5 separate regions of the Mus musculus genome follow, and all the other regions are linked to region 1. Evidence: chromatin contacts called from public promoter capture Hi-C data. All regions are on one chromosome and are shown on one strand. Each heading gives the region's core, a stretch centred on a gene start, on an enhancer-like site or on the middle of the called end of the contact. The rest is flanking DNA. Distances are from core to core; before and after follow the strand shown. Region 1 holds the start of Nfu1 (NFU1 iron-sulfur cluster scaffold). Region 2 holds the start of Sec61a1 (Sec61 alpha 1 subunit (S. cerevisiae)). Region 3 holds the start of Ruvbl1 (RuvB-like protein 1). Region 4 holds the start of Rpn1 (ribophorin I). Region 5 holds the start of Rab7 (RAB7, member RAS oncogene family).

Region 1 (4,068 bases), core at 849-3,348:
GTTCACTAGAAACAATGCATGCAATTTCCGTGATGGGTAAGGTGCACGTGAAGAAACGAGTTCTGCGTTTAGACATAGTTTCTATCCCCATGGTATCTCATGAAGTACAGATGTCCCAAAATTTAAAGTCAGAAACGCCACTGAAATAGTTAGGATAAAGGACACCCGCTTCATCCCAACGATTCAAAGTCTAAAGTCTAATAGAACACATGCAATTGCCAAGAGCAGCCATCATTCTTTATACTTGCTGGGGAGGGAGCATTAGCCAGGCGTCGGACCTTCACTTCACTCTGATAGAGGAGCACTGACTGGCTATTCTCAAACCTTCATCCAATTAAAAAGGAATGGAGCTCGGAAAGTAACTCCGGCTAGAAAGGGAAATTATCTGAAAAGACTTGACTTGAGTTCCCCCCCTTTTTTTTTGTTTTTTTCTTTTTTTAATTTTGAGACTGGGTATCACTGTGTAGACCAGACTGGCCTTGAACACAGAGATCCACCTGCCTTAAGTGAATACTTAAAATTGTCCTCCAAGACCCTTTGTAGGAGCAAAACAGTCCAAGAGTAAAAACATCATGCCCCGGAGACCAGAACAGAGTAAAAACATCGGAGACCAGAACAGGAGCAAAACCAGCCCCTGAACACAGCTGGGAACTAAGTCACTCCCGGGCACCTTCCCAAAATACAAGACTCAGCTACTGTTCAAATTCCATGTTATAAAAATGCCCATGACAAGCAGGGCGTGGTGGCACACGCCTTTAATCTCAGCACTCGGGAGGCAGAGGCAGGCGGATTACTGAGTTCGAGGCCAGCCTGGTCTACAGAGTGAGTTCCAGGACAGTCAGGGCTACACAGAGAAACCCTGTCTCGAGAATCGAAAAAAAAAAAAATGCCGATGACAGAAATAGCTAATTAAATGTCATACCCAGGAGAAGACCCTTGGCAACCAGAGTCCCCAGTAAGTGTCTTGGATCCTGGGGTTTCCCCCGGCCTGATCTGCTGGATGGTGTACCTGCTTTGGTGCTGTGCCCTCTGGCTGCTTGCTCTCTTATGCTAGGACTATGTGCTGCATCCTTATTAGACGCACTCATTTGAAACAAAAGGCGTGCAGAGCATTGTAGATCACTCTCCCTAAGGAACACCTAGCAATAAGGGCCACACCAGGCCACACAGTGAGCGTTCAGTAAATGGTAGCTGTTATCACTACGTGGTAACTAGTAACTATTCTTTAAGTGAATGGAGTGGATACTCCAGGATTTGGAAACACCCTAATATTCCTTCAACCCTGGGAAAAAGCAGCAAGCGTGGATAAACCAGAAGTATACTCTGGCAGGAAGTTTTGAAGTCTAACCGATCTTGAGTAAAGTAACTGAAGGGGAGTCATCGAAAACAGGTGGGCAGGGGGTAACCCACAAAATCCTTCTGTTAATCTGCTATTTTTATGAGATACATTTAGGAGTTTTAAAACGGGGGTGGTGGGGTGGTGGAGGGTGTCTCATAAATAGTCTAACCTGGCCTTGAACTCCTGGTCTTCCTGCCTTCACCTTTCAAGTATTGGGATGACAGATGATGAGGGATTCTATGCTAGCCTGATGAAATGCATTTGAAACTTCAAGTTGGCATCAGCATTCTGTCAGGCCCCTTTCTATAGTTGTCACACTCGGGTCTGACAGATATCTGAGGGAGTGGCTCTAGAAGAGGAACAGGACGCACTCGCACAAGCCTGGGCGGTGGACTTCCTCGAGTCACTCACTTCTCTCCGAGCCGTGATCTCCCTGGAAAGGGAACGACAGGACACGACACAACCCCGGGACCGCTCTTCCCTTCGGAGCCACATTCCCGTGGGATTTACAAGGGACATCCGTGGAAGGTGGCTGGCCTCGGGCTCTGGAGCCAGGACAAGGGTCCCTCAGACGCCAGCTCCTGCCTGTGAGAAGGCAGCGACAGGGATCTGCTAGCCAGGGAGCCAACACCTACCGCCTGCACAGCCGGACTACACCGACCGCTGCTCCCCATGCCCGCTCGGCCGCCGCCATCACTTCAGTGCCAGTGCGCTTGCGCGGACCCGCCTCCTTCTTGTCTCCAAGTCCTACGCAGACTCAGGCCCTGCAGAGAGGGCGGTCCGGGGACGCCGGTTCCTTACAAGTTGAGGGCGGTGCTGCAGGTGGCCTTTCCGCCCTCCTTTTACTGAAAGTAGATTTTTTTCCCTCACATAATATATCCAGATTACAGTTTCCCTTCCCTCTATTTCCTCCAATTTCCCCACACTTCCCCTCCGAATTCACCCCCTTTCTGTCGCTCATTAGAAAACAAACAGGCTTCTAAGGGAATATATGATATATGATATAACAAAACCTAACACATCAGAATAGGACAAAACAAACAAGGAAAAGAGTTCAAGAAATGCATATAAGTGCAGAGACACACTTGTTCACATATGCAAGAGTCCCGTGAAAATACAAAGCTGGAATGTTGCGGTAAATCTCCAATCCAAATATGCCTCAGCAATGAAAACACAACACAGTTAATATGAATACATATGTGCACCTAGTTTGGACAGATCTACCGCTACACGACCATCTTCCACATCTATGAGACCCCTTAGAGCTTGCAGTTTCTCCAGGCCATGTGCTTCTGCTCCGCTTTTCTTCTTCCTCCTCCTCCTCCGCGTCCTCTCCTTCATCCATTTTCTCCTTCTTCTTTCTCCACCTTCCATTCCACCTTCCCTTTTATCTGCCCAATCATCAGCTCTCCTTTATTTTACAAATTAAGGTGGGAAGCAGGTTTACAGGAAATCACCTGAGCGCTGACTCATTCCTTGTTCAAAACCACACACAGGAAAACGGAATTAACATAAAATATAATTAGCCCCAGGGCTATCGACAACACTGGAAGCCATAATATATATGAAAAGGGACCTACAGGGCAAAGCGGGGAGGGAGGGATGAAGAAAGGGAAAGAGAGAAAAATTGTAAAATATATGTATACATAAAATAAAAAACAAAAACAATGTAATGTAAACAAAAATGTGTAATTAAATAAATATACAAACCCAAAGTCCTAGCTTAACATTATGTGACCAGGGACCTTCAAAGATGCCAGTGAGCTGGTTCTTTGTTGACCATTCTACAGCTGGACACGTGGCCTACACTTAGGAATAGTTTGTCCTCCACGGCGAGATGGCTCCATGGGTAAGCGCACTGACTGCTCTTCCCAAGGTCCTGAGTTCAATTCCCAGCAACCACGTGGTGGCTCACAACCACCTGTAATGAGATCTGAAGCCCTCTTCTGGTGCATCTGAAGTCAGCTACACTGTACTTATGTAGAATAATAAGTAAACGTTTGGGTCGGAGCAAGCAGGGACTGAGTGAGCAGAGTTGACCGGAACGAGTGGGCCGACCGGATGGAGCAGAGATACTAAAAATTCAATTCTCAGCAACCACATGAAGGCTCACAACCATCTGTACAGCTACAGTGTACTCACATACATAAAATAAATAAATAAAAGGAATAGTTTGTCCCCCACGGTGAGATTCCCATGGAGAAATCTAGATTTTCATTTGCAAGGGGTAATCAACTTGAGATGGCTCAGGAACGGAGACAGATGCCTGCTTCTTCTTTCAGCTCTAGGGCTGACCCCATCTGATGCCAAGCCTGCCTGTTTTCTTGGTGTTCTCCATCTCCTCTGCCTCTTACACCCTTTCAGCTTTGCAGGTTGCCTGAGAGAGTTGATGGAGAGGTCCTACTTAGGGCTGAGTGTTTCAAGGTCTGTCATTCTCTGCATATTGTTTGGCTGTTAGTGGAATGTTTAGAGTCATTTTTATTGCTATATTCTTTTAGTTCAACAGTAGTTCTTGGTTTTACCCTAGGTCCCTGGGCTATCGAGTCTCAGATTCTTAGTTACCTAAGCACTGTTAGGTATGTTCTGGAATGGACCTTCAGTCAAATCAGATATAGGCTGGTTACTCCCACAAGCTTTGTGCCACCATTGCACTAACATATCTCGCAGGCAGGACACCATTGTAGATCAAAGGGTTAGTGGCTGGGTTGGTGCTTACCGTTCTCCTTTGG
Region 2 (4,068 bases), core at 931-3,430, 1.5 Mb before region 1:
CGTGAAATATTTGATGTATGAAACTTATGTTCTTAGATTTTCTCCTCATTGATGATTAAAACGTCACTCGACCCACAAGCTTTAATAGTATGTTGAAGAGACATACAAACGTGTAGCAATGTAATCTTTGTGGTAGGTGTTATGTTTGGGAGCACTGAGCCTGGGACCTCACACATCAGACAAGGAGTTTGCCGACACGCGAGTTAGTCTCAGCTCTACTCTCACTTTTCTTCTTTTTAAATCTTATGTGCATTGGTGTTCTGCCTCTGTGTATAACTGTGTGAGGTGTCAGATCACCTGGAACTGAAGTTACCGATGGGGATTGGGGGGATGGAGGTGTGGGGCCTGGAGAGATGGCTCAGCAGGTAAGAGCGCTGACTGCTCTTCCAAAGGTCCAACAACCACATGGTGGCTCACAACCATCCATAATGAGATCTGATGCCCATACTCATTATATATATTAAGTAAATAAACCTTTAAAAAAGAAAAGAAGAAATTACAGACGGCTGTGAGCTGTGCTGAGTGTGTGTGCTGGGACTTGAACCTGGGTCGTCCTAACTGCTGAGCCACCTCTCTGGCCACCTACTTTCACTTTTCAACAAAACTTTTGTACTCAACTTTTTATAGCCTATGCCAACATAAGATGCTCCAATTTTTATTCCAGAACTTCGTTTTGTAAAATACAGATTTTGTGAGTATCAAACCAAGTGGAGGTCTGGAATCCATTACTATTTTAACTTCTTCATTGTCCTGAAGACTAAGACAATTCATGTTTATTGCATTTTAAAATACCATTGTCAGGGGTTCAGAGAGATGGCTCAGCGGTTAAGATCGCTTGCTTTTCTTCCAGAGGACCTGAGTTCAGTTCTCAATACCCATGACAGGTGGCTCCCTCTTCTACCTTCAAAGGGCACCTGTTATCATACTTACGTGAGCACAGAAACAATAAAAATAAATCTCAAAGAAATACTTAATCAAAACTTCATTTAGATTTTATTGTCTCTTTAGGCATCTGTCTCTAATATTTAATAATTAAATCTTTAAAATGTGTACATGCAAAAACACTGCACCTCTGTTTCAAAAACCTCACATTGTGGCCTGCTGTGGTGGCACATGCACGGCTAGTCCCAGCACTCAGAGCAGTCAGGTGGGATCTCTGTGAATCTGAAGCCAGCCTAGTCTACATAGTGGTATCGAGGGCTACCTAGAGACCTAGCTTAAAGAATCGAAAACAAAAACCTCACATTGTGCTAAGTATATTGACTTAGTGCTTTCCCCTAAACCCATCTATATTTGTGTACGCACATGCAACTTAATGCCAAATTAAATATAAATGTCCTATCAATGACATGGGGCTGGCTGTCTAGAATGTTTCTAAGGACGTGGCCACAGCAAACCTCTCCGTTGAAGTCAGGACTTGGCTGCATGAAACTCAGCACTCAGGGTGCACAGCAAGAAGTCGATTTCAGACAGCACACAGCACTGAGATCAGAGATCCCACTAAAGAGTAAGTTTCATGTTGCCCCACCTTGCCCAGTCCCCTTCGCACACCCTTTCCTCCAGCCCAGATGTATTCTTTTCCCTGAAGATATGGGGCTGCAAGGCTTGGCTCGGTTTCTTCATCTCTCCTAACTCTCCAGTTCCAAAGGCCTTCTTGGAATGCGCTGCGCCAAAGCCCACCCAGAGCCGCCAGACCCGGCCTTTGCCGAACGTCCTCAAATGCATGAGCTCAGACATCCTTGGAGGCAGCCTACAGCACCCAGGAGGGTATTGTAGGGTAGGGTAAGCCATGCAGGGTAGGATTCAGCACACTGCTGCTCTGTCGTGCGTGACGAGCAGCAGCTGAGGCCTACTGGGTCGCGACATGCTATCACTGGTACTGAGGGCCACCGACACGGAAAGCCGAATCGCCTGCTTCGTAGGGCCAACACCACCACGAAGCGTCCACTAGTAACAAGGGCTGATTTGGCCCTCACTTCCGGGAGAGTCTGCGCAGCTGCACACGCCCAGTTCCGGTGTGGCCCGACAGTCGTCTTCCCGACAGCCTCTCTGCTCCTGCTGCATGCCGGGAGTTGTGGTCTTGGCGCAGGCGGCGCGGCGGGCGCGCGTGGCAGGAAGCGGAAGCGGCCGGTGGCCCATCCCCGGCCCCGCCTCGCCGCGCCGCTCGCCGCCGGGCTATCACTGACGTGTCTCTCGGTCGAGGAAGCGCGCTCCGGAGCTAGCAGCGCCTCCTCACTCGAAGTGGAGCGCAGTCGGGGCCGGGCGTGTAGTCGGATCAGCCGCCGCCATGGCGAGTGAGTTTCCTGGGGGCCACCCCGGCGCAGCCAGGATGCGTCGCCTTTCCCCGTTTGGGCGCTCGCCCGCCGTGCTTCCCGATCCTGGCGGAACGCGGCCTGCCTGGGGGACTCGTTCCCGCGCCCCTAGACCGAGCCTTCTGGGTCCCCGCACGCCCACGCCCGGCTCTCATCGTGCCGGGCTCCCTCAGGTGCCCTCAAGTTACTCCGTACCTAACTCCTTCTCTTTCTGTTTCTTCCATCAAAGTCAAATTTCTGGAAGTCATCAAGCCATTCTGTGTCATCTTGCCGGAAATTCAGAAGCCAGAGAGAAAGGTAAGTCCCCAGATGGTGGTCAAAGAAGACTTGCAAAATTGGGCGCTGGGAGTTTACAGTACAATTAAAAATGGCCTCAGCACACCGAGTGAAAACTGCCCCTCTGGAGTGTAGCTGTGTGTGCTGGGATACTCACGGGAGCCGTTGAAAGGTGACCCGGTTGTGTGGGAATTCTCCCAACACCTTGTCTCGTTAGGAGCATCTTTAGTGGATAGTGGTTAACAAAGCCTCAGGTTTGCCTAGTCCGAAAGTGGGTCTGAGCAGTGATTGATTAAGACCTCAGTTAGGATCCCAGATTGAGTTACCCTCCGTTCTTCACCTCCAGCAGGAGCAGATGATGGGGTGTTTGTTTCGTGTGGGAGGTGACTTCGGTATCTGGTTTCCAAAGGAAAAATCGAGTCGTGTAATCGATATGAACGTGTTTGTGGTTTTTATTTGAATGTATGCTGCCCCAGCATCGAGTTTACATGCACTAGTGAAGTCTGCTGCCATTGACAGCAGGTGCTCTAAAACAAGGAAGGAGAGAACTGTAGCACCTTAATGCTTAATGTGAATCTTAATCAGAATTTCTGTGGCAGGCAGCTTCGGCCCAAGAATAAATGTTCCTAGTGTGAGAGTGCCCGGTGAAGGAAAGTCCAGGCCCATGGGCTCAGAAAACAGTAAATCTACTTTGTGTTCCTGGTTTGGTTTTTGGTGTTTTTTTTGGTTTTGGTTTTGGGGTTTTTTTTGTTTTGTTTTGTTTTTTTTGGTATTTTGGGTTTTTTTTTTTTTTTCAGACTGTCATATATTCACATCTGGCATTTGTAGTTGGCATTCACATGGATACTTTGTGCTTCTAATTTAGTTTTTACTTTCCATAGTTCTATGCAAATGCCTTGCAGTACCCTTGCTGCCTTTGCCAGGATGATGTTCAGAACTTTATCTGTTCCACCTCAGTGCAGAGATTCTGGCTCGAGGGCCAAGAAACCCAAGTCCCACGCTTTACATTCTTTCTTCATAGACCTGTGACCTTGGCCTGGCAGAACAAGGGAGATGGGAAATATATAATATAGTGCCTGTGGATGGTAGGTAGGTTGTAAATGTAAAGGTTCCGGTGAGTCAGGTGGGCAGATAAGTGGCCTTGGCAGTAGGGGAGGGGCCTGGAGTGTGACTTGGGAGCCGTGCAGGAAAGGGGGCAAATCATGGTACTGAATGAGTGTGAGTTTGCAGCTGCTTCAGAGGCAGATGATTTAGGACTTAGATGAAAAGCTTTGGATGTTTTGCTTTTAAATTGACCAGGAGACGAGGCTTGCTCATTTAAAGTAGTCTTGAAAAATGTGTATCCTTTTTGTTTTCTAACAGTTTCATTACCTGGGCTGGGAAAGTGGCTAGCGGCAGGCATGAGGCCCTGTGTCTGGTGTCCATCATCAGCACAGTAGATAGTCCGTGTACACATTCACTCCACTGCTTGCCTCTGATT
Region 3 (4,068 bases), core at 749-3,248, 1.5 Mb before region 1:
GTGCTCCAGCTCACACCGTATAGTTGCTGCCACGAAGAGAGAAGGGTAATGAGACGCTGAGTGGCTACCGAGGGCTGGGGGTGGGGTGGGGGTGGAGGGGGACTTTCTCATACATTGTATGTAACATTTGAAGCCCTGGGCAGAAGTCTACATTTCAGCCGGGCAGTAGTGACACATGCCTTTAATCCCAGCACTTGGGAGGCAGCAGCAGGCAGATTTCTGAGTTTGAGGCCAGCCTGGTCTACAGAGTAAGTTCTAGGACAGCCAGGGCTATACAGGGAATCCCTGTCTTGAAAAAAAAAGAAAAAGAAAAAGAAATCTACATTTCAGACAAAAATTGCAAACTCAAAATAACCAAAGCATAAGTTTGGTATGTCTAAGCGACAACATGCTGCAGCAGCCAAAGTATAGTGAACAGAATGGAAAAGGGGAGGTTGAGGCAAGCAGGGACCAGCACAGACCTAGTACTTAACAGAGTCTGCAGGGCTGTGCATTCCAGGCCAGTTTGACTACAGCAACATTATCTAAACAAAAAGGGTATGTATGCTATGAATCCACCCAATAAAAGAATTGGCAAGGGCTGGTGAGATGGTTCAGTGGGTGAAAAGCACTTGTAGTGTAAACCTGAGGACCTGAGTTCAATCCCTGGATCCCACAGTGGAAGGAAAGAACCTCTGACCTCTACCAGAGCACCATGGCAGTCACATGACTGCACTGCATTTGCGCACATTTTGTCAAACAGGAAAAGAAACAAAGAAATATCAGCTAAGGAAGCCAGGTGTAATGGCCCACACCTTTAATCTTAGCACTCAGGAGGCAGAGGCAGTCGGATCCCTGTGAACTCAAGGCCAGTCTGGTCTACAGAGTCCCAGGACAGCCAGAGCTACATAGTGAGACTGTCGTGAAAACAAACAAAAATAAATACCGGCTAACATTCAAAGAATAGGAAGGATAAGATATGGAGTACCAGAGGCTGCTGGTGTGGGTGCAGATGCAGGTCTAGAGCAGCCTCTGAAGTCACATACACAGAAATGTCACATGGACAGAAATGAAATAAGAAACAATAGACTCAAAGCTGCCTGGCCAATAGAAAGCATTAAACTGCTACTACCTGCTTGCAAGAAAAGATGCAAGCATGCTAGGGTCAAACATTTCCCTTTTTGGATAGATGATGCTCTTTGCTGCTGGCACTTTCTGTGTGCAAGAGGCTGAGAAAGCAGTCTTCACCACATGTAAAAAAGCAAGTTTTTGTAGACACTGAACCTCTGCAGAGTTCAGAGTGGAGGAGGCTGAAGAAATGGGAAGAATACTGATTTGATGGGGGTTAGGGGGAGGGAGATACCAGCCTCATTACTGCTAAACTGGCAGGTGGTTAAGCGGCCTAACCCACCTTTAACTTCTTCATGTGCAAAACAGAACCGATAGAAAGACCTGGCATGACTTTAGGAAGACTGACCTGGAAAAGCTGGAGTGCTTGGATGGGGAATAGATCAGACAGTCCTCACCGCTCCACTTAACAGATCAGCTCCCAGGCCCAAAGAACCCATATCAACTCTGAAAACGTAGTCAATTCTATACTTAACCGCACAGCCTTCCACTGCGTTTCCGGTGAGGTCTAATTTGCGTGCCGTGACCCGCAAAGGATGCAGCCTTTGCTCGCTAGTGTGATCCTTACTTCTTAGATCTTAGTGGATCCTGGTCCCGCCGCCCACACCTCGCGCACAAGCCCCACGCCCACCTCTCTCGCGTTCTCCTGGCCCACGAGACCCGAAGCCGCCTGCTTGGCTAGGCCGCTCTCGTCCAGCCCCAGACCCTTCACGTGGCTGTGGGAGGCGATGCGCTGCGTCTTCGTGGTGCTCTTCACCTCCTCAATCTTCATTTTGCCGAGTGTCTAGGAACACAACCTGCGTGGAGTGGTAGGAACTACCGCACGCCAGGCGCCTGGGTTACCACGCGGCCGTTACTAGGCCGCTCTCCTGGACCCGCCCCTATCAATATGTCATTGGGGGAGGCGAGAAGGCTTCGCTTTCTATTGGCTAAAAGCTACGCTGGTCACGGCTGCTGAGTTTCGCCCAGTAACTTCCGTCTGTGTCACAGGATAAGTTCCCCCAGGGCAAACATTTCCTGCCCTGGCCACATTTGACTGAGAACTGCTTAAGTACTTAAGCACTATTAATGTGAATGACAGGTTTTTAATTATAAATGCCTCTTTTAATGCCTATTTTTTTTCTTTAGAATAACATATTTGTGCCAGGGTGAGTTAACTTCTTCACTGACAGATGTTAAATCTTTTCCAGGTGCTTGGATGTCCTGAGAGAATCATCAGCAAAGCAGCTGCCCAAACTTCTCCAGTGCTCACCGAATTATTTAGACACCCAGAGAATGCCCCACTGCTCCCATTTTTTTTTTTCCAGAATACACTAGATCCTGAAGGCACTATTCCAGCCAAAACTTTTCAAACACTTCATGCCATAATTCTGGTCATCATATGCCCAATAAGAACCTTAAAGAAACTCGGCGGTGGTGGCGCACGCCTTTAATCCCAGCACTCGGGAGGCAGAGGCAGGCAGATTTCTGAGTTCGAGGCCAGCCTGGTCTACAGAGTGAGTTCCAGGACAGCCAGGGCTATACAGAGAAACCCTGTCTCGGAAAAAAAAAAAAAAAAACAAACAAACAAACAAACAAAAAAAAAAAAAAACCCTTAAAGGAAAAAAAGGAAGGAAGGAAAAGAGAAGATGTGTTTGTGTAGCCTTGCCTGGCCTAAAACTCCAGGGCCCCCACCTGTCTCTGCCTCCTGAGTTGCTGGCATTAAAGGTGCTACCACCATACTCTGACCAGATATTTTCATCAGTCTGGAGTGGGTGCAAGTCTCCAGGTAGGTGAACAAAAGCTGCCTGTGAATGGTGAAACTATGGTCCTTCATTTGAATAATCAACGGCTCTGATATTGGTGCAAATATGGTAGTTTGTTTTCACAATCCACCTTGCCATAGTCCAAATTTAATGCTTCATTTTCAAGAAGGGCTATACTAAGGACGGCAAACACTCTTGCTTACTCTCTCAACATTCTGGCTCTCTAAGCAGGTGTCCCTCACTTTTTTTTTCTCGAGACAGTGTTTCTCTGTATAGCCCTGGGTGTCCTGGAACTCACTCTGTAGACCAGACTGGCCTCAAACTCAGAAATCCACCTGCCTCTGCCTCCTGTGTCCCTCACTTTCCTCACTTTTAAGTCAGCCAGGAGACACCTTCCTGTGCTGTGCAATGTGTAGCTGTGGTGCAACTTTAGGCCCATTGTTTGATTTCTCAGTCTTTCCACCTATATTAATAGTATTGTGGGCTGAGCCGGTAATATGAAGAAGACAAGCCTAGAGACTGTAGCAGTGAAGACTGTGATGAAAGGCAGCTAGAGAGTTCTAGAGTAAAATAAAGACAGAGTAAAAATAGAGAGTTTCTAGACTGGAAGCAGAAATGGCATGTGACTGGCAGCAGAGAAGCCAGAGGCAGGGATTGCTAGACAAGTTCCAAGGAGTGCCAAGTCTTTTTAAATTTTTTAAATTTATTTTTATTTTTATTTTTGGTTTTTCAAGACAGGATTTCTCTGTGTAGCCCTGGCTGTCCTGGAACTCACGCTGTAGACCAGGCTGGCCTCGAACTCAGAAGTCCTCCTGCCTCTGCCTTCCAAGTGCTGGGATTAAAGGCATGTGCCACCACTGCCTGGCAAGTCTTTTTATTTTATTATTTTATTTATCTGTGTGGGTGTTTTTCCTGCAAGTATAAATATACCAGGCAGTGCCTAAGGACATCAGAAGAGGATGTCAGATCCTCTAGAACTGAAGTTACTCATGGTTGTGAGCCACCATATGCGTGTTGGGATTTGAATTTGAGTCCTCTGTAAGAACACCAGTGCTTCTAACTGCAGAGTCATCTCTCCAGCCCAGGGATCTTTAAGTTCTTTTTTAAGATGGATCTGTCTATCTATCTATCTATCTATCTATCTATCTATCTATCTATCTATCTAATGTATATGAGTACATTGTAGCTGTACTGATGTTTGTGATGGTTGTGAGCC
Region 4 (4,068 bases), core at 716-3,215, 1.1 Mb before region 1:
TGTCTCAAACAGTGTAAGAGAAAAGGATGGTTCAAACTACATAATCCTACTGTCCTGCTAGCTCCTTAAAGGTTCCTGTACTCCGTCCACCTCGCCTAAGTTTCCAAGGCAATGTGTGCCCTTTCTTATCCTCTTTATCACCCAGTTGCTTCTCACCTAGGTAAGGAGTATAAACTCGTCTTCCTCCAGAGTTAACACAAGTTACTGTAAGTCAGTAACATGACTGCAGAGCTGAAACACAAGTCCTAATTTCATGTCAAGGCCAGAAAGCAAGGTAGCAATAATGCAAATACACCCAAGGGTATGGGACAAGTCAGACCTTCATTTGGGGGAGGGGGGTTAATAAGCTCCAAAGCCAGATACTTCCACAGTCATGTAAGAATTCCTATGCCTCAAAAGGTTGCTATAGGGTGGGGAATGTTCTTAAAATACCTGCCACAGCCTTTTCTTTTCCTAATTTTTCTTTTAATGTACATGGGTGTTTTGCTTGCAAGTGGGTCTGTGCACCCTGAAACTGGAGTTACCGATGGCTGTGGAATTGAACTTGGATGCTCTGAGCCATGTAGAGGGACCCAACTTGTATGCAATTCCCACCAGGACAGCAGCAGGGTGGTAAGCCTCTGCTGTGATCTGATTATACTATGACTTCATTAAGTCATGACTGATTTTCACAAAACAGGACTGAGCATCCAATGAAGTCATGAATGTCTTTCCAGAAATATTTGAGGAAAGCCATGCTGAGCATGAACAAGGCTTCAATGTAAAGGGGACAGGAGTCACTTCAGTGACTATTATAAGTCCAGCTTTATAGCTCCATACAGTTAAAAAGAATGTGGTGTGCTTAGTCTCCTAGTAAATTGGGTAATCACTTAATGAATATAGTTAATGAGAACAGTAATAAAAATTAACCTGTGTGGATATTCCCTCTATTCCCAAAGCCAGCGATTTCTTTCCTTGAAAGGTATAAAAGTGTATTCAATGAAAAGTACAGAAGGCTAAATGCTGAAGTGTTCCAATGAGAGACGGTGGGGAGGAACAGACCTGGGCTTCACCTTTCTGTACAGCATAAGGGGCTGACTCTTCAATTAGTCTGAACATTAAGAAAGCGTTAAGCAGCAGCTTTCAGAGGAGTGTTACATTAACCGGGTGCGAGGAATGACAAACTTTAATACCAGAAACCTGCTGTATTTCTGAACGCTGCTGTCTGGAGAGAACAGACTACACCAGTCAATTGCATTCAGGAAATAAATTGTCTTAACTCACTGATAGTCCTCCACTAGACGAGCAAGTCCAGGGGACAGAAAAGAAGCTGGGTACCCGAAGTACCGCACCCGGCCACAGCCAAGATCCTCTTGGGGTGCGGAAGGAGGTCGCCAGGGGACCAAGGGGTCGCCTTGGGCTCCAGAGCAGCCACGTGGGCGGTGCCCCACGCTCGGAAGCTTGTGCTGACGTGTCCGAGAGGACACGCGGACAAGAGAGACGGCGGACCCCAACCTCTCCGCTGTCCCCCTCCAACACCTGCCTTTCAGACAACCAGACACCTGGAGGATCCCTAACGCCCTCAACCTCCCCGCCCCTCCCCAGGGATCCCCGATCGCCTCAGGCATCCCGCGTGAGGTTCGCCGGCTCCTCCCTCCGCTCACCTGCACGCCTAGGTGCGCAAGCCGCGACTCCAGTTCTGGCTCCAGGGCCAGAACGAAAGAGCTGGCTCGTGATGTGGAGCCGCCGCCCGGGTGTACCAGGACCACCTCAGCCGTCACCTTGGCTAGGTGGCTGCTCAGGTCCACCGTGCGCTTCACGTCCTCGTTGACCAGCGGCGGAGCCTCCGAGGAGGCGCTGCCGGGCGTCGGGGCCAAGGCCCCGAGACATAGCAGCAGCAGCAACAGCAAGGCGACCGGCGACTCCATGACCGCGAGCTGAGCGCCACCGACACGCGCCCCGCCCCCCCGCCACGGCGCAACCGCTGATTGGCCAACAGCACCACAAGATGGCTGGGCCCGGTCAGAAAGGACCCCGTCTCCAGGGCAACCGGGCGATCGTGGGGCGCCTGATTGAAAATCTTAAAGTGCAGGCGTACTTCTTGGGGCGCTTAATAGCCGTATTCACCCCTGATTTCCTTATATCCTGTCTGTTTCCTTCATGCTTATGCAAAATAACTCTGGCCTCTCAGCTCAAAAACAGTATACTATAGCTTAGTCTAAGGAACTAACTTTGCCTTCTCTATAGTGATACGAATGCTAAGTGGGCAAAAGTTTAAAGGAAAATGGGAAATTTCCAGAAACTCAAGTCTCTCCTCTAATATTTAGTTCAACCATTAATGTGAGTGATGGCAGAAACCTTAAGCAACTAACCAAGGTTGATGATATTAACCTCAGATACCTGTTGACATTTATCACAGTTGTAGGAGTCCAAGGCGAAGTCACTGGCAGGACTAGCTGTCTGGTGAGGGCTGCTATTTACTACCAAGGTGGCACTTTGACATTGCATGCCTTCTAAGGAAGGCATTGCATATCGTCATATGACAGAAAGGCAGGAAAGGGTCTCTCTGAGGCAAGCCCTTTTACAAAGGCATCTTGCAGATGGATTCCTCTAGTGCTATCATCTCCCAAAGTCACACTGAAGAATTAATGACCAAAAACAATGAACTTCAAGTGAGCAGAGAAACTGTAGTCAGTGTACTGATACACCTGACAAGAAAGCCAGCTTAGTGACGAAAACATCCAATGGCATTTTTTGGGCCTTGAAACCATATATATATATATATATATATATATATATATATATACATATATACATATATATATGTATGTATATATGTATATATATATATATGAAAAAATCTACAGATAAAACTTTGCTCCCCTAAAGTTCCCTTTTTTCAACCCTATAAAATCTCCAAGCCCCCTGCACAATGGTTGTGTACAGTCTCCACTCCCCAAATGAGAATGCGTCCCAATGTTGTTGCTTGAAGGATGTAATTCGAAGGTAAATTTTGGGAGGAGATGGAAATATTCAAACATTGATACCAGCCAATGAGAAGAGAGAATGGAGGGCTGGCCATGCTCCTCCCTACAAAGCAGAAGTCAGGAAATTAGCACCTGCAGGCCAACAATCTATCTGTGTCTATAAAGTTTTATTGGAACATAGCTACGTTCATTTGTCCGTAGCTTATGATTGCTTTCACAGTACAACAGTAACAGTAGTGTAGTTGCAAACCAGACTATATGGCCCAGAAAACAAAACTACTTACTGTTTGCACGCGAGTACATACATTATGTATGCAGAGACAGCTTAGTGGTTAGGAGGATTTGCTGCTCTCTCAAAGGACTTGAATTCTTCCGGTTCCCAGGCTCACAACTGCCTGTCAGGCAAGGATCTGATGCCCTCTAACCTCCACAAACATCCATACACAGATGTTCTTCCTTCTGTTCCTCTCTGTCTCTGTCTTTATCTGTCTCTCTGTATCTCTTTCTCTCTCACATACACACACATAAATATAAATTTAAAAATAAATCTTTTTTTAATGCTATCTGGTTGTAGTAGTGGTACATGCCTGTAATGCTTCAGTATTTAGGAGGCTAAGGAAAGAATAAAGAATAAAGAACATAAAATACTTTGCCTTAATGTAACAACAACAATAGAAAGTCTGACCACACTATTAACACATTCACCAGGGCAAAGCTCTGCAGAGGATAGCAGGGGCAATATAGTAGCCATTTAAAATAACACTCCAACATCAGAGACAATTTTTCTTCAACTCTTCCAAAATTAAAAATTATAGAGTTAGGTGACTGGAAAGGAGGCTTAGCAGTTAAGTCCTCTCTTGGATACTCTAGTAGAGGACCAGGGTTCAATTCCCAGGACCTGCATGGCTTCTCACAACACTAAGTCTGGTTCCAGTGGATCTAAAACTGCCTTCTGTACTCCACTCACACTTCAAGGATGTGGTGCATGGACACTTATGCAGGCAGAACACTCAGACACATAAAATAAATAGATGTTTAAAAATAACAAAGTCATTATTGAGAGTGTTAAGAGGGTAACTAGGGAGATAGCTCAGCCAGTAAA
Region 5 (4,068 bases), core at 824-3,323, 1.0 Mb before region 1:
GTGGGTGGTGTGTGTTTGTGCACATATAAGGAGGTCAATGTCAGTGTCTTCAGTTACTTTCCACAAAACCAATACCTGTGGATGGCGGTAGCACACACCTTTAATCCCAGCACTCAGAGCTACACAGAGAAACCTTGTCTCTTGAAAAACAAAAACAAAAAATATGTAGGTTTTATTTGTTTGTTTGTTGTTTGTTTGTTTTTTTGGTTTTTCCAGACAGAGTTTCTCTATATAACCCTGGCTGTCCTAGAACTCACTTTGTAGACCAGGCTAGCCTCGAACTCAGAAATCCGCCTGCCTCTGCCTCCCGAGTGCTGGGATTAAAGGTGTGCACCACCACACCAAGCTGTTTGTTTGTTTTGAGACAGGGTCTCTCTAAGTACCCCTGGCTGACCTTGAAATCACTTTGTTGACTAGACTGGCTTTGAACTCACAGAGATCTACCAGCCTCTGCCTGCTGAGTACTAGGATTAAAGACATGAGCCACCATACCTATCCACTTTCTATCTAGTTTTATCCACCCCCATACCCCCTTTTTTTTACTTGTATGAGTGATTTGCCTAAATGTGTATATAAAGACAACTTGTGCATGCAGTGCCCGTGGAGGTTAGAATAGGGCATTGGCTGCTCTGTGAGTTACTCTAGGGGAACTAAAGTCAGAAGAGATGAAAAGCAGACACAGTTCCTGTTGGGCCTCATAGTTGTCTCCCACTTTCCTCCTTGGGTCTAGTGTATCACTGCTCTTAGCCACATGCAGCTTTGCTTCCAAACTGCTGGTCTATCTGCCATGTGGAGGCTGATGCTATATCCAACATGAGGTAGAGAGACAGGGCCTGAACCAGCTTCCTGCATCCCTACAACTGTGGAAAGTCTGACTGGACCACCAGATTCATATGGGTCCTACTATCCGGTCAAATTTTAATAGATAACCCAGATAACTAGTTGCTGAAATTTGTACCCAGCAAGTATGTGTTTTTTTTTTCCCCAACAAGAACCAAGAACTGTCACATATACATCTTTGCACCCTACTTTGTCACTTCATATTTCTTGAAGATTTCACTTTGCATATGAATATACATAGACTTCCTTTGTTCATATCTTAGTTTCAAAGTATTCAGTCAAATGGCCAAGTAATAATTAACTAATGATTGAAACTGAGCAAACTCCTGTGTGTGTGTCTATTATATCAAATGGTGAGGATCTTGGCAGAAAGGTCTTGTTTTCCCCTATTCCTTAGGACCTACAAACCTTCTCTATTCCTTATATGCTAGAACATGTACTAGTGTTGTGGGGTATTCACCAGAAAAGACTACTCAGATATGGGTTTAAGCTAAGAAATGGCAGCTGGTTACTGCACTGGGTGTTCAATACCCCAGGACAACCTGAGTCTTTCTCAGGGTGAGCTTTTAAGCACACAAAAAAACATGTTCTGGGTTGACATACTTCAGTTAACAAGAACTGTCAGCCATAAACAGAACTACAGAAGCTAAAAAGCAAGGTTAGTACATTTTGAGACTTCCCCAGAAAGATATGGACTTTGATGGATTAGGCCTTTGTTTTAGTTTTGGTGGGCGTGACACTAAAATCAGCCTCATGTCTCTTCAGTTCAGCAACTCCTTAGCTCTCTTTCCATTTTCCTGAACCATCTGCCCTGCACAGGTAGCTCCTATTTCATCACTGGGTCTCCAACACTGGGGACACTGTAACTGATCATTTCCATCCACATTAGAGATTGTACCCAGTGGACTCAGAAGACCCTAGACTATACCCTGCCTGATACATGGCTGACTGACTAGCGTGTTCCAGAGGGGGACACTCTGGAAAGACCAAGTGACTCTCCCTCCTTTAGCTCTGTTTATAGGAGCGGGGTGGGATGAGGGGGGGGGACACCACTGCATTATCAGTTCTTGGCCCAATATGGTGCGCTCCAGCTTCTGCACAGCCTTCAAAGATGGCAGCCCCCATCTAGAAACGGCCATATTTAAGCCCCAGATGCCAGGCTAGGGCCTGACGCGACCGGAACGTGACGCAAGGTGGAGGTGGGGCTCCTCCCTCCAACCCTGGCGTCGGGCGTCTCGTGACAGACACTTCCGCTCGGGGCGGCGGCGGTGGCGGAAGTGGAAGCAAGGCCGGAGCTTTGACCATAAAGCCCAAGGCGGCGGCGTTGGCGGCGGTGTTTGGGGCCGGGCAGCTCCGAGGAGCCTGCTGGAGCCGGAATCGGACGTCTCTGTTGCGGCCTGCGTTGTGTCTCCTCCTCCGTTGACCCTGCGGTGAGCAGCGGGCCCCGGCCGCCCTTCCCCCGCCGCCGCTTGGGCCTCCGGGCCTGGCGTCCTCGGCGAGCCGAGCGCCGAGCTGGGCCGGGCCAGGCGGGGCGGCGCCCGGCGGGCGGAGGGCGATCGGCGATCGGTGGGTGGCGGGTACGGGATCCTCGGGCTGGGCGCGTCCCCACCGGCAACCTGCTGGGTGGGAAGAGCTACCGGCCGGCCGGCCACCGAGGCAGTGCTGCCAGGCGCGTCACATGCCCCGGCCCGCCGCCGGCACTGGGAGACAGGAGCTTTCAGGGTCCTGCAGGGTAAATCCCGTTTCCGAAGTTCCGGGAAGAAGGACCTCCCGAGTGCCTTTCAAATGGCCTGATGTCCTCCTGGCTCATAATCGTGCCGATGTTGAGAGTAAGGTTGTGAAGATTTGAGATTTCTCGGCTGCTGGGCTGCGTGGCAAGACCGCACAAATTGCCCTGTTCTCCCAACAGCCCCTCCGAAGCACCGAGGCAGTGCCTACTTACAGAGAAAGCGAAGAACAGAGAGGCTAAGGCACTCGACCAAGGTCACACCGCTGATAAATTTCAGAGTGAGAGGTTGAAACATAGGCAGCTAGACTACTTAGCACTTACTGGCCTCTGGCCTCTTGTACTTTAGATGCCCCCAAAGCCTGCCACCTGTTATCTGCCATCAGCACCCCCCTCCACCTCCTGTCTAGTGATGTCATTTGAGAGCCTCTTAGTCCTACCTTAAAGCCATGTTGTATTTGTACTTGTGACTTACAAGGCATATTACAAGGCATATAAGGTAGTGTAGTGTCATCAAACCAGAAGATCTTGAATTCTGGCAAGGTATGTATTGGATTTGAATAGGTTTCTTAGCCAGCTCTTTTCCTTGAGTCAGGTCTGGCATGCCTACTGTGTGCACCTTTCTACAAGAATTTCTACAACAACCTAACCTGTTGACTCTTCACCGTTGAAAATCTTGTGTTTTTGGTTTTCCAAAGAATAAACTCTTGTCTCTTTCTTGTGACTTCAGCAACTGATACCCACATGATTGAGTTAATAAAATCTCTTGTTGGCATATTTCTCTTCGATCTTGGTAATATTGGATCAGAATTGAGTGTAAGAACTGGAAAGTGAATTATAACTACTTCTGAAGCTGGCCAGACTAAAGTTTGGTGTCCTTGGTTGTCAATAGTTTAGTTTGCTACCCGGCCTGGTATACTTACGGGCTGTAAACCTATGTAATGAGTTTAGAAGAGGAATCGCTAAACGTGATTCCCTTTTTGTTGTATGATATTTTTGTCCTCCCTCGAGGGGAATTAGATGCCACTTCGTCCAGTGCACTGTCATGTGTGAGCAGAGGCTGGAGAAGACAAGTGGCTGGCACCTTCATTTGGGAGATGTTTTTCTTCCACATGTGTGTCAGGCATTACTGGGTCCTGACTCAGGGAAGAAGGCATGGCTGGGTTGTGTCCTCAGAGAATTGTAAAATGATGAGTCTCAGAGCCAGGAGCTGTTTAGGAAGGAATGACTCGGATGTAGAAAGAATCGGAGGCTTCTGCAAAAAGTAGTTTTTATTTTATTTTATTCCCTCAGGTGAATCAGATATCCAGATGTGTATTGTTCTGGCTAACTACTTGAAATATTTGCCAACTCTTTGTGTGTTGTGTATGCATGCACATGTGCATCTGTGTGGGCCTGAGGTGGGTATTGGGTGTCTTACTTTACTGCTCGCCTTTTTAATTTTTAATTATTTACTTTTTGAAGACAGGGTCTCTTCCCTGACCCTGGAGCCTATCCACTGC

What was found. Promoter capture Hi-C pulls out the DNA fragments that hold promoters and counts their contacts.
Region 2: a contact with region 1 is called in a promoter capture Hi-C map of neutrophils, with 4 times the contacts expected there. The contact joins the promoter of Sec61a1 here to the promoter of Nfu1 in region 1. A contact is called at or near these places in 3 of 39 promoter capture datasets (liver, neutrophils and pre-B cells) and 1 of 9 other capture datasets (liver).
Region 3: a promoter capture Hi-C map of pre-B cells shows a contact between it and region 1, with 5 times the contacts expected there. The contact joins the promoter of Ruvbl1 here to the promoter of Nfu1 in region 1. A contact is called at or near these places in 2 of 39 promoter capture datasets (liver and pre-B cells).
Region 4: a promoter capture Hi-C map of pre-B cells shows a contact between it and region 1, with 7 times the contacts expected there. The contact joins the promoter of Rpn1 here to the promoter of Nfu1 in region 1. A contact is called at or near these places in 2 of 39 promoter capture datasets (liver and pre-B cells).
Region 5: a promoter capture Hi-C map of liver shows a contact between it and region 1, with 2.3 times the contacts expected there. The contact joins the promoter of Rab7 here to the promoter of Nfu1 in region 1. A contact is called at or near these places in 3 of 39 promoter capture datasets (the C10 cell line, liver and pre-B cells).

Annotation. Positions count from the first base shown.
Region 1 is chr6:87,007,866-87,011,933 of GRCm38.p6, reverse strand. It overlaps Nfu1 (NFU1 iron-sulfur cluster scaffold), which reads right to left and starts at 2,098. Exons shown (of 8, transcript NM_020045.3): 1 at 1,975-2,098. The coding sequence starts at 2,033.
Region 2 is chr6:88,516,912-88,520,979 of GRCm38.p6, reverse strand. Sec61a1 (Sec61 alpha 1 subunit (S. cerevisiae)) reads left to right here and starts at 2,180. Exons shown (of 12, transcript NM_016906.4): 1 at 2,180-2,294; 2 at 2,542-2,609. The coding sequence starts at 2,288.
Region 3 is chr6:88,463,339-88,467,406 of GRCm38.p6, reverse strand. Ruvbl1 (RuvB-like protein 1) reads right to left here and starts at 1,998. Exons shown (of 11, transcript NM_019685.3): 1 at 1,739-1,998. The coding sequence starts at 1,879.
Region 4 is chr6:88,082,370-88,086,437 of GRCm38.p6, reverse strand. Rpn1 (ribophorin I) reads right to left here and starts at 1,965. Exons shown (of 10, transcript NM_133933.4): 1 at 1,644-1,965. The coding sequence starts at 1,907.
Region 5 is chr6:88,043,275-88,047,342 of GRCm38.p6, reverse strand. Rab7 (RAB7, member RAS oncogene family) reads left to right here and starts at 2,073. Exons shown (of 6, transcript NM_009005.3): 1 at 2,073-2,270.